3 separate regions of the Rattus norvegicus genome follow, and regions 1 and 2 are each linked to region 3. The links are chromatin contacts, called in public Hi-C maps. All regions are on one chromosome and are shown on one strand. The core of a region is the stretch at or near the end of the contact, and the rest is flanking DNA. Distances in the headings are between cores, read along the strand shown. Region 1 has its middle 220 kb from the start of Opa1. Region 2 overlaps LOC134481015 (a long non-coding RNA gene). Region 3 has its middle 54 kb from the start of Hes1.

Region 1 (3,873 bases), core at 715-3,214, 200 kb before region 3:
CGACTCAAAAGTCAAAAGGATTAATATCATATAGCCCAAGGCAGCAGCCATACCATATAGCCAAAGGCAGCAGCCATATTATATAGCCAGAGACAGCAGTCATATGGTATCACACTTCCCTTGTCATAGCACCTGTCTCACAGAGCTCTCCCCATGTTCCCTCTGACTTCAGAGGACTCCTATCTATCTACCCCTCAAGGTTTCCTCTCCAGCCTTCCTTGTGGACTTCTCTGACCTCATGAAGAATAGACTTCACCTTCATCTGGGCCCCAGCTTGCATGATGTTTCTATCATGTTGGTCACCACCTGGAGGGCTCTTTCTTGGTCAAGCCTGGGTGCTCCTGGCAGCAAGAACCATGTGTCATTCAGCTTCGTAATGCTTAATATTCGCCGGAATCTCAAAGACTCGTTGAATTGTGGGAAAAAAAACCTATGTTCTCCGCTTTCGGTTAGTTGGTTGGTTTTGCTTTTGTTTTTCGAGACAGGGTTTTGATATGTAGTCCTGGAGCTTGGTCTGCTGACCAGGCTAACCTCCAACTCATAGATCCTCCTGCCTCTGCCTTCTGAGTGCTGGGACTAAAGGCATGCACCACTATGCTCATCTTAAGATCAGGGCAGATGAGTTCCGCACCCACACAATCATCCCCAGTGAGCACACTTGGGAAGGCTCTGCAAACCTTAAACACTGGTGGCAACGGAGTGGGGAGGGGTGTGGTTCTCTGCACCCATTATGTCTTATCAGAGACAAGCTGGTCCAAGGGAGAGACAGAGAGAACATTGTTATGTCCGTGCTTGGTTTTGTTTCCGTATTCTTCTAGACTCTAGATAGATCCACAAGCTGGCTTTGGCCCTAGATCTTGATACCGACTGTGGTATCTTTGTCTTGGTGGGTCCTTCCTCACTGAGAGCATGCGCCTCACAAGTGCACCTACTGCTGCACCTCCCGGACATTGCACAAGCAAAGAGAGTTAGAGCTGGTTCCCTGGGCTTCCTGTAGGGTTTGTCTGGTACCACCCAGGGCTAGTAAGTAGTCAGTGAAATGTCTTTTCCCAAGTCTCTCATTCAGCTGGTCTCTCACTTGCTCACACTCACATTGACTATGTCAGTCTACCTCTTGCCTTGGTATAAAGGAACAGTCATAGCAGGGGGCTGGGTGGGTGAGGCTTCACAAGACTGTAAATATTCCTTCTCAGAGGAATACACAAAAGTAGCATTCAGCCAGACTCTAGGGAGCAGCTCCCAGCTGAAGGCCAGGTGTCCTTCAGCAGGATGGGACAGGCTTTCCCTGCTGAGAACAGCTTGTGAAGAAGCCCTGGAGATCTGCAAGTTGCTCAATGTCTCTGTGGCAAAGGAAACTGCGCATGGGCAGAATTGAAACCAGGGCAAGCACAGGAAAGAGGGGCACTTGGGAACCCACTGTTAACAGATGCTGAGGCAGACTATCTCCCGGCTCCCAGGCAAGCCATCGCTCATTAGTGATGTGCATTCACTGCTCTGGGCTGGTACCCAGGCATCGTCACCTTGGCAAGTCGCTGGGTGCAGGTGGCTTGCAGACATGTCCCCTGCACAGCCTTTTGGCAGCTGCTGATGGGACTCTGGAGCTGGAACCTGAGATCCTCCAGATCGCGCGGCAAGCCGTGCGAGCCCTTCCCTGCCGTGGTTAATTTTCACTTTTCCACAAGGACACGCCCTCGGAGGAGACCAGCAGCAGAGCAACGCCTGCTGGGGACCACATGCATCCCCAAGGGCGGGTGCTTTGCTTTGAGCCCTGAAGAAGCCAGGCTGCGAGCCTGTTGCTCCGCAGCTGATCCAGCTAGGCTGTGCGCGTGGGCCGGCCTCGCGAGCTGGGAACCCCCTGCCCACATGAAAGCGCTCGGCGGCTCCCCGGGCGCCCTCTCCGCCCGCGCCTAAGCCGCGTTCCCACCCGCAGCCACGCGCTGGAGCAGGACGCACAAAGGAAATGGCAAGGGCGTGAGTCACCCGGAGGCTCGGTGCTCCCGCCTTTCCCCGGGCTGCAGACCCACAAGGAGACCTTTGTGTCGCGTTCTGGTGGACGACCGGCACCCGCTGCGGGGAGGCAAGCATTTCAGGGCGCTGAGTAATGCTGGGGAGACAGGAGGAGGATCTATACGAGGAGGAAACGACTTTTGCGACCTACTAGTCTGCAAAGCCTGCTCCAGATCACCCTGTATGCAGGCTCAGAGAAGCAAGTCCTCTTGGCCCCTCCCACAAACCCATCTTGACTACTCATAATGCTGACCCTTTGCTCTTAGGGCCTGCCCTGTTTTGCAGGGTCATCTTCTTACCAAGGTGTGAGGGACTTTTCCTGTGCCACTGCTAACAGACGGAGAGGTGCTGAAACTATGTTCGGTAGTGGATGGAGGATGGAATGGAATAATTCATTTGTACAGATTGAACTAGTAGGGGCTAGTCCAACGTCTCCAGTTTCCAAGCAGAGGAAATGTCAGCCCAGAGGGACATACTCTTCCTGACTTGGTGGATTTTTACTGTGTGGTGGTTGCTTGGTTCAGGGAACGTCCCTGGGCATGACTGACAAGGGAGGGTTAGGTTTTAGTGAAAACCTGCAAGCACAGATAGGTAACACCCCAGGGGACTCACTAGGACCCATAAAAGAAATCAGAGGACAGCAGCCAAGGCTCCAGGCATTAGGGCAGTCACATTACAGGGATGCAGGTAAGCATGAACTTTTGCTGGGCATGAATGTTTAATCTACTTGGCCCCAGGGAAGGTATTGTTCCAGATAAAGGTGATTGGGAAGTCTGTGCCCTCCAGGACTCAGGGTTGGTAACTGACTGGTCATGGGCCAGATGACAGAAACTTAGTAAAAGCCCGCAGACCCAGACACTTATGGAGGTCCTTTAAGGTGTCAGCATCCCAACACCATATCACACCCACTTTCTCCCAGAGCCCCCCTTTCAGTTACCAAGAAACTAGGGTGCCAAACGATCTGAGGTTTTCTTCCTACGAAAAGACATTTCCTATGAAATGCCACATCCGGGAGCATATACACACCCAACATCTATAGACCTCCTTCTCATGGGGGAGACAATAACCTGCCACCACCCACCAAGACTCCTACAGAACAGATTCACAGCTAGGCCTTGCTCTGAAGTCTGCAATTCTTGTGCTGATTGCCCTCCCAGTGCTCCAAGCCAAACAGCAGGCTTCCTGTGTAGACAAGCTGGTGCAGCACACTCTGGGGCCCACCCTCAGGATGTAGCATTGGGGGTCAGGCAGTACAGATGCCATCCGTCTGTGGCCAGGATCATCCCCTGCTTCTGGTGTTAGCTATTTTCCAACAGAAGTCAACTTTGACTTAAGGATGGCCGTCCTCCTCAAAACTGACTTCAGAGTTTAAAGACGAGGGATCTAGGGGATGTTCTACACCCAAAGCTAGTGGCTGAGCAGCTGTGCCTCGATTCTGACCCACTCGATCAGCTGTACTCCTCCCTGGACACTACTAATAAGGAGAAAGGCCAGCACCTGCAGAGGGCTTGCTGGATGACAAGCAGTACTTGGCACTTGACATGCTCCTTCCTGTAACCCCTACAGCAACACCGTGAGACTGTTCTGACCCACATTACTTTACAGGTGAGGGTTAGTTACCATGCAATCCGTAAGGAAACATGCCCAAGCAAGGTCATGTGGTTAATTCAGGAGCCGGCATCCAGAGCAGTGTGTCTGTCTCTTAAGTTTTTAACCATGCCCCTCCTGGGCCGAGCAAAGCGAGATATGTCCAGTAATTAAACTGTTTCTCGTGGGGCCCTGTCCTAGAGAAAAGCAGCTCTCTGAGTGGGAAAAGGGCACAGCAAATGCACTGTCAGGTTACCAGTCTTCCAGAGTCTTGGCCTT
Region 2 (3,705 bases), core at 539-3,038, 200 kb after region 3:
ATACATGGCTCTATTCTTGCCAACTATCATAGCCAAGGAACCTCTCACTGCCAGAGACCCAGGGATGAAGAGGAGGAGGAGGACCAGTCTCTTTCCTTTTGTTCGGCCACACTACCCCTAGAACCCTAACTCCTGCCAAGAAATCTGCACCAAGGTCCCCTTCCCCTCTGGCTTCTGGCAATGCCACGTTCTCTTTGGCCCTGTGGCCTGGAATGACAGCAGCTTCCTGTCTTGTGAGTCTCGGGCCGCTGTCCCCATGTGTCCCCATCACTTCCCACACCTGCATGACTGTTCTTCGTCTACTGGAGTTTCTGATGGGTTATGTTTTCTGAGTGAATTCCTTCTGGTTCTAAATCAGCATGACATGTTAAACCCCAGCCCAGAAACAGTCAAAATGACGGGAGGAACGAACGGATCTGGCTTGACAAAAAGACACACACAGTGCCCGGACAGGGAATGGGAGCTACACTGGTAGCTTGTAGGTCAGGCGCTATGTTGGGAGTCAGGATACCCTCTCAGACCCACCTGTACCCCATCCCCTCTCACACCTAGCTGCAGAAGGCTGAACTAGCCCTGGCATCCTCTAAAACTATGACACAAGAGTCCGTGCTTCTCAAGAACATGGGCCAGACCCTGTGACTCAGCGCTCTGGGCAGGCCAAGCTTCTGTGTCCTCGTCACCTCCTCCATTAGGATTTGGTGAGAAGGCCTCCCACAGTGATGTCATCGAAGGAAGCAGGTGTCTTTCCACTCAATCCCCTCCCCCAGGCTTGGAGTATCTGGAACACAGAAGGGACGACTCTCTAGTCGTCCTCTAGTCCCCCAACAAAGTATCTCCTTCCTCACCTGAGTGAGGGGTAAGCCTGGGGATGCCTAACAGCCTCACCCTGACATAGTCCCTGGGAAAAGGAAAATCACATCAAGAGAAGGAAGCTAGACCCTTAGCTCCAGGTTCACATGGTCCCATTGCACCACCATTGCTAAAGCTGTTACTTGTTTTATGCCGTGCCCATGGGCTCCTGCTGGGCACATCTGTACTGAGTGCTCTGCCAGGTCCTGGCAGTTTCAGAGATGGGCAACTAAGGTATAATAATAATAATAATAATAATAATAATAATAATAATAAATCCGAGGTTTGTATCCAAGATCCAACAACCAAAACTGACGTGACTGGTCATGTGACCCTTGCCACCTCTGCACTCTCATGTATAAAATGGACAAAATAAGCAGCAAGCTACAAAAGGGCTCGTGTAGGTAACTAGTTTGGCACAGGATGACTGTTCTCTTTTAATTAATTAATGAATAAATCCACTACACCCACAAGCTTGGGGAAGCCTCCAGAGTGTAACACACCGACCGCTAAGGGCTTGCTTCTGTAACACCAAACCTGTCACAAAGCCTCTCACCCCAGAATAAGGTTTTTAAAAGAGAGAAAAAAGAAAGAAAGAAAGAAAGAAAGAAGGAAGGAAGGAAGGAAGGAAGGAAGGAAGGAAGGAAGGAAGGAAAGAAAGAAAGAAAGAAAGAAAGAAAGAAAGAAAGAAAGAAAGAAAGAAAGAAAGAAAGAAAAGCTTGTTCTTTCTGATTTGGGTGATAGCAGCCTGACCTCGGAGGCATCCCACGCGCACCCTCTGTCCCCCTGAGCCTGGCTGACACCCCTCCTGGCCGGATGTGCGCGCAAAGGGCCGAGGTTGGGAGCGTTTCCGGGACGGCTGGGTCACAGTGTGGCTCTGCAGTGTCTGGCAGCCCCACCCTTCCTGGCAGCCAGACCTCCTCCTCCTCCTCCTCCTCCTCCGGCCTCTGAAAGCCTGCCAGCACCCGGGAGGGAGAGCAGGCCCTGGAGACACCAGGTCCAGCTCCGCGGGGAGGGCAGGAGTCCGCAGAAGGGAGCCAGCGCTCCTCCCGCCCTCCTGACCTGCCACGCACACGCATCTCAGCAAGTGCCGAGTGCTCCTCCTAGTGGGGAAGGAAGGATGCGCGACCCTGGCTTGCTACCCTCCTGTGGGCAGCTAAAACCAAGGGCTCCTTCCCAGGCCTGAGAGATGGCCACACTAGCCGGTCTCACCCCACCTCACAGTGCCAAAGGCCCATTCATATCCAGTGCCTTTTGAGTGTGGCACACTTTTAGGGCCCGTTTTACAGATGAGAACACTGTGAGTCGGTCTCAGGCCCCAACTGCCACTGTTTTCTTTGCATCAGTGTGTTATTCTCAAAATTGACAAGCAAGACTTGACCACCTGTCTCATACCCATGACCCATGCTTTTCCACCTGGTCACATACAGACCTCACACCATCTTGAGAATGGACCTGGTTCTTTCTTTGCCCTTTGCCCTTAACCACTAGAAACACTGGGGATGTCCTAATTAAAAACCTTTTGGCTGACTGATCACAGCTGACCCTTCAGAGCCAGCCCCTCCCCTTCCAACAACCCACCTAACCCCACCAAAGCAGGAGAGAGGGGCTTTCAGCTTACTGTGGGCAGAGTGAGTTCCAAAAGTTGCCTCTGGATAACTCTACCATATACCAAGGGCTCAGCCTGATTCACAGGCTACAGGGAGTAGGGTGTGTCTCCAGCCCTGTCAGTAGAAACCACAGAAGTCTGCAGGCTGTCCCTTGGAGAGCCTCCAAGCCCCTGTCCTCACCACTGCCCATGGTAGAGAGAAGGCATTTTGGAGTAAGTCACTCAACAAGGAGGGGAGGTGACCCTTGTTCAGAAACAGAATGAAGCCACATGCTGCCTTGGGGACCAGTCCTGGAGGTCTGGTCTGGAGACCCTAGCTGGGAGGTTCTTGGAAGCCACAGGAGGAGGAATGTCCGCTGCCCACCATCCCCAGCTGGGATCCTGTCACGGGACCACACTGGGCCTGAGCTCAAGGACAGAACAGGCAGGCAGTGAGCTGTGTTTTCTGGGAAGGCAGCCAGTCCTTGTGCCCTCAGGCTTCCGGGCACTGAGAGTGGTGGAGCAGGCACTGGCTACCTCAGCTCCCTCCTCCAGGCTGAGTGGGCACACCCTGCTTCTGGTGCCAGAGAGCCACAAACACTCAGTTCCCTGCTCTGGAGGGGAGGAGAGACACGGTGGAGACTCAGAGCCACACCTGTGCCCAGAAACGCACAAAGTACAAGCCTCTGGTAGCTGATCCCAAGTGAGTCCTATCTCCCCTACCTGGCTGAGCTGTCTGAGGGCAAGGAAGAAACTTTTGGTGTGGCCTCAAAAGATGCCAAGATCAGCCAGGTTGTGGTGACTTGTGCCTTTAATCCCAGCACTCTGGAGGCACATGGGAGGCAGAGGCAGAGGCAGAGGCAGAGGCAGAGGCAGAGGCAGAGGCAGAGGCAGAGGCAGAGGCAGAGGCAGAGGCAGAGGCAGAGGCAGAGGCAGAGGCAGAGGCAGAGGCAGAGGCAGAGGCAGAGGCAGAGGCAGAGGCAGGTGGATATCTGAGTTTGAGGCTAGCCTGGTCTACAATGATTTCCAGGACAGCCAGAGCTCCACAAAGAAACTCTGTCGATAGATAGATAGATAGATAGATAGATAGATAGATAGATAGATAGATGACTAGATAGATAGATGACTAGATAGATAGATAGATGACTAGATAGATAGATAGATGACTAGATAGATAGATGACTAGATAGATAGATAGACAGATAGATAGATAGATAGATAGATAGATGATTAGATAGATAGATAGATAGATAGATAGATAGATAGAT
Region 3 (3,801 bases), core at 450-2,949:
GACTTCAGTCGGATTAAGTCACCCATGCCATAGTCTTTGACTTTAGCATCCAGAACTAGGTGTCAGACCATGTCTGCCGCCAGTCTCTGGTATTTTAGCAGTTGTGTATGGATTAATGACAGGGATCTCTCAACTGATGTTATCCTTATGGGAACTGCACAGCGTGCACTTAGACAAAGTAAGATGGGTAAGGTGTCACTAGATGATACACTCTTCGAGAACCACCACTATGATGCGTTGCTAACTAGAGTTTCCTTATTCAGAGCACACAAGGACTAATACGGCACCCCAAAGATCGACAAATGCCTTTCCCCCCTTTTTTCTTCTTCCTCCTCCCTCTCTTCCTCACTAGATACTAATAGAAAACAGAGGCTGGCCTCGAACTTGTGATTCTCCTGCCTCGGCTTCCTCCGTGCAGGGGTCATAGGAATGTGGAACCACACCCTACTCAGATTTATGTTCTACAGATGGGAGATTTGAGACCGAAAGATTAGCCTGACCGAGGTCACACGTCTGGGCAACAAGGTTCTGAACCTGTGATAAATAGTGTTGACAAGCGTTCATGAGGGGGTGCGCTCAACCGGCAGAATGGCTGTCACACGCAGAATTCTGTGTTGTTGATGGGGAGGGTCAGGGAGTTTACATAGAAGAGTAGCACTTCTTTGAATGAGAAGCAGGAGAGAGAAAGAGACTAGTTAGGCAGGCTGTGACTGATGCCATAGTCAGGGACAGAAATCAAGTGCAATGGGGGACTTCAGGAGAAGCAGCTGTTGAACTAGATGAGGTCAACCTGGGAAGACCCACAGAGGTGAGTGGGTCAGCACCCACTGTCAAAGACAAGCAGGGTGAAGAAACAGAAATAGATCAAGTGGAGGAGAGCTGGGTACAGCAGAGAACCCACCCACCAGGCCCCTAGTCTCCTAGGGTGATCCCCCACACACCTCGACCCCTCAAAAAAGCAGCAGGAGGCTGATGCTAGGTGAAGCCACTGGATCCCTGGATTCTTGAGGTTTGCCCCCAGCCCCATCTGTTGGCGTCCCAACTGCCCTGGAAGACAGGACACCACAAGAATCCTTGGCTGAGGAGACACTTGGCCTAGGAGTGGAGAACTTGGCTTGGAACAAAGGCACACTGAGCTGTCTCCATTCTTGGATGGCTGCCACCCAGAATGTGACTTTGCCTACATCTCCCTGCATGGCTAGGCATTGGAGACCTTGGCCCTGGCAGACTTCTGGATTCATGTGACTCTCACCCGATGGCTAGAGGGGAGGCTGACCCCACATTGAGGTGGAGGGCTCTTGCCTAGCTCCCGGAGGGAAGGGTCAGGCAGAGTGGAACCTCTTGCTCAGGGCTGGCAGGGTCCAGACTGGAGCTGTCACACAATTCCAGTGAGGCCGGTCCCCTGCCTAGCCCTCCGTTCTCTGGCCCTTCCCGGAAAGAGGTCACCGCCCAGGAGCTCTCATAACAGGGACTCTCTGTGTCCAAGGCCGGCCTGGTGGAGCAGGAGGATGCAGAGGGCCAGCGGGGGCAGGAGAAGGTCGTGCTGGGCCGCTCGCTGCGGGTGGCGCCGCAGCCCCGGGTCGCAGGCAGGGACCGGGCGTGTGGGAGGAGAGGCGGCGCGCGCTCGGAAGTGGCCCCGGGCGGCCTCCCGGGCGGGCGGCTCCTGTTTCCCGGCTCCCGAGCGGGCGGGCGCGGGCCAGCTGCTGGGAGGTGAGCGGAGCAGCGTTTTCCCACAGTCTGGGGCGGTGACACATGGCGCTCACACATTCCACAGCCGGCGGCCGCGCCAGGCCTGGCGGTGAGTCAAGGCAGCGCGGGGAGCTGCCGAGAGCAGGTTCCGACTTTGGCACCCGGCGCGCCGCCTTCCCGCCTTGCCCAGCCGGGCGGGGGCGGAGGGGGAGGGGACGCCGGTTAACCCTTGGCGAGCTAGGCGTGCCGCAGCAGAGGCTCGGATGCAGGCCCACTGAGGAGGGAGTTGGGGGAGATGAATGCATCACTACTGGGGAAACCAAGTCCCGGGTGCGTTCTTTGCTTTTTCAGACGAGGGGGTGGGGTGGGACGGGGGTTGGAGGCGGTATCTTTAATCCAAATTGGTCTGAATTCACTGTGCCTTCGAGCTTCTGGTGATGCTCCTAGTTACAAAGCAGAAAACCCGAGAAGTTGCTCCTTCGAGAAGGTGCCACTCCTGGCTTTTAGATTCAGACACTGCCAGAGAGACTGGAGGGGTAAGGAGAAGGCTAACTATCACTGTCCCTTCATCAAGACTCTCCCTTCTGAGCCTGACCGCTGTGACCAGGACCCGCTCCGGTGTGTGTTCATCGACTGGATCAGAAGTTTGGATCGCAGTTCATTCTGGCAGTAGTTGTACAGATAGAAGGAAACAGCTGGAAGCCTCTGCGGACAAATGCACACCCACATAACCACACACCAAAAAAGGAGGGGGACTGTGACTGTGGTGGGTGTTGTCCCCATGGGAAGGCCGAGCACTCCAAACGTGGCTTCCCTTGGGCGTGTGTGACCTCTGCTTGACTTCTGCAGCTGTTGCTGCAACCATTCCCACCCCGATCTCTGCACCCACGTATTCTGAGACCACACAAGCCTGCAGCTTTCTTCAAACTTTAAGGTCCCACAGACCAAGTTTCAAACTTCGCGTTTTTTTTCTTTTGAGTAATGTAGCCCAGGCTAGCCTTGGATCTTACAGGAGCATGCCGCCACACCCAGCACCTGGTTTATTAGAGAGACTTAAGTGAAGTTCCAGAAGTTAGGACCGGTAAACTTCACTTCGGTGTCTAGATGTAGTTCAGATTGTCGTCCCCCCCCCCCCACACACACACACACAACCTTTTCCTCTCGCCTCCCTACAGCAGGTACTTGTGAGCCCCTCCCCCACAGACCTGCCAATCACCATCTCTAAGCATCACAGGAAGTGTGTCTTCCAGGGCTCAGATTTTGTAGAACCTAGTAGGACTTTTTGAGCTCTTCTTTTGGTTGGGGAAATAAACCACGCCTAGCCTCTGACTAAGTCAATAAGTGCTCAGTTATGCTAGTGTGATCAAAGGACCGGCCAATATGTCCCCTCTGGAGAGCCAGAGTCAACAGGGTACACGCAAGGTCATTCAGTCAGCATCATCCACAGCTACAGAGTGGACACAGCAGGGCCCTGGGGACTACAGAGGGCACTGAGAGAAGCAGAGGAAGAGGAAGGTTATTCTGAAGTCCTGTGATCCCCAGTTGGTGCTCTCAATCAAGCAAGTGGAAAGTCTCCTGAGGAATTAATTCTATTCTAGTGTGATAATTCTATTCAAGTTGGGGGTCCTGCCTCAGGAGTCTTGGTCTCATTGCCATCACAACTGGTCAGTTTCCACCAATCTGCAATGGCACATGACTGCTACCACACAGTCTACTCAGTTCCAGTTTGCCTCATCCCACACAGCCTGACAGTTTAAAGATGTGGCCACATTGCTGCGTCTCTCAGTAAGTCATTCCTTTTCATCCCTGAGTAGTATGCCATCGTGGGTCTAGTGCAGCTCACTTCCCAATTCTCTTGCCTTTAAGTTTGGGCCTCTAGTAGCAGAGCCGCTCATTGACACAGGGAGCTTTTTGTGGATGTCTATCTCCATTTCTCCTGAAAAGTGCCCAGGAGTAGGGTTGTCAGTTTATGTCACAGATGCATGGCGGGTAGAGGTGGACAGGGACCAGCTAGCAAATGGCACTTGCTCGGATTCTGTCTCCTCTCTGTTTTCAGAGGATGCTACCAATATGTCCAGGAGGGGTTCCTGAAGTGACTTCTGTGTTGTGCCT

Evidence for each region. Hi-C and Micro-C count contacts between places; a contact is called where the count stands out from the background.
Region 1: a Hi-C map of frontal cortex shows a contact between it and region 3, with 2.7 times the contacts expected there. The contact joins two enhancer-like sites. A contact is called at or near these places in 2 of 12 Hi-C or Micro-C datasets (frontal cortex and mammary epithelial cells).
Region 2: a contact with region 3 is called in a Hi-C map of liver, with 2.3 times the contacts expected there. The contact joins two enhancer-like sites. A contact is called at or near these places in 5 of 12 Hi-C or Micro-C datasets (hepatocytes, kidney, liver and 1 more).

The regions. Positions count from the first base shown.
Region 1 is chr11:84,467,707-84,471,579 of GRCr8, reverse strand. No RefSeq gene overlaps it. Among named protein-coding and RNA genes, the nearest start is that of Opa1, 220 kb to the left of the region's middle. Within about 2 kb of position 1,964, at least 35 of the 93 cell types and tissues checked have an H3K27ac peak or open chromatin away from gene starts, as enhancers often do.
Region 2 is chr11:84,066,219-84,069,923 of GRCr8, reverse strand. All of the region lies in intron 1 of LOC134481015 (a long non-coding RNA gene), which reads right to left. Among named protein-coding and RNA genes, the nearest start is that of Cpn2, 77 kb to the right of the region's middle. Within about 2 kb of position 1,788, at least 76 of the 93 cell types and tissues checked have an H3K27ac peak or open chromatin away from gene starts, as enhancers often do. A contact at or near this core is called in hepatocytes, kidney and liver, where this site is marked.
Region 3 is chr11:84,265,414-84,269,214 of GRCr8, reverse strand. No RefSeq gene overlaps it. Among named protein-coding and RNA genes, the nearest start is that of Hes1, 54 kb to the right of the region's middle. Within about 2 kb of position 1,699, at least 71 of the 93 cell types and tissues checked have an H3K27ac peak or open chromatin away from gene starts, as enhancers often do. A contact at or near this core is called in hepatocytes, kidney and liver, where this site is marked.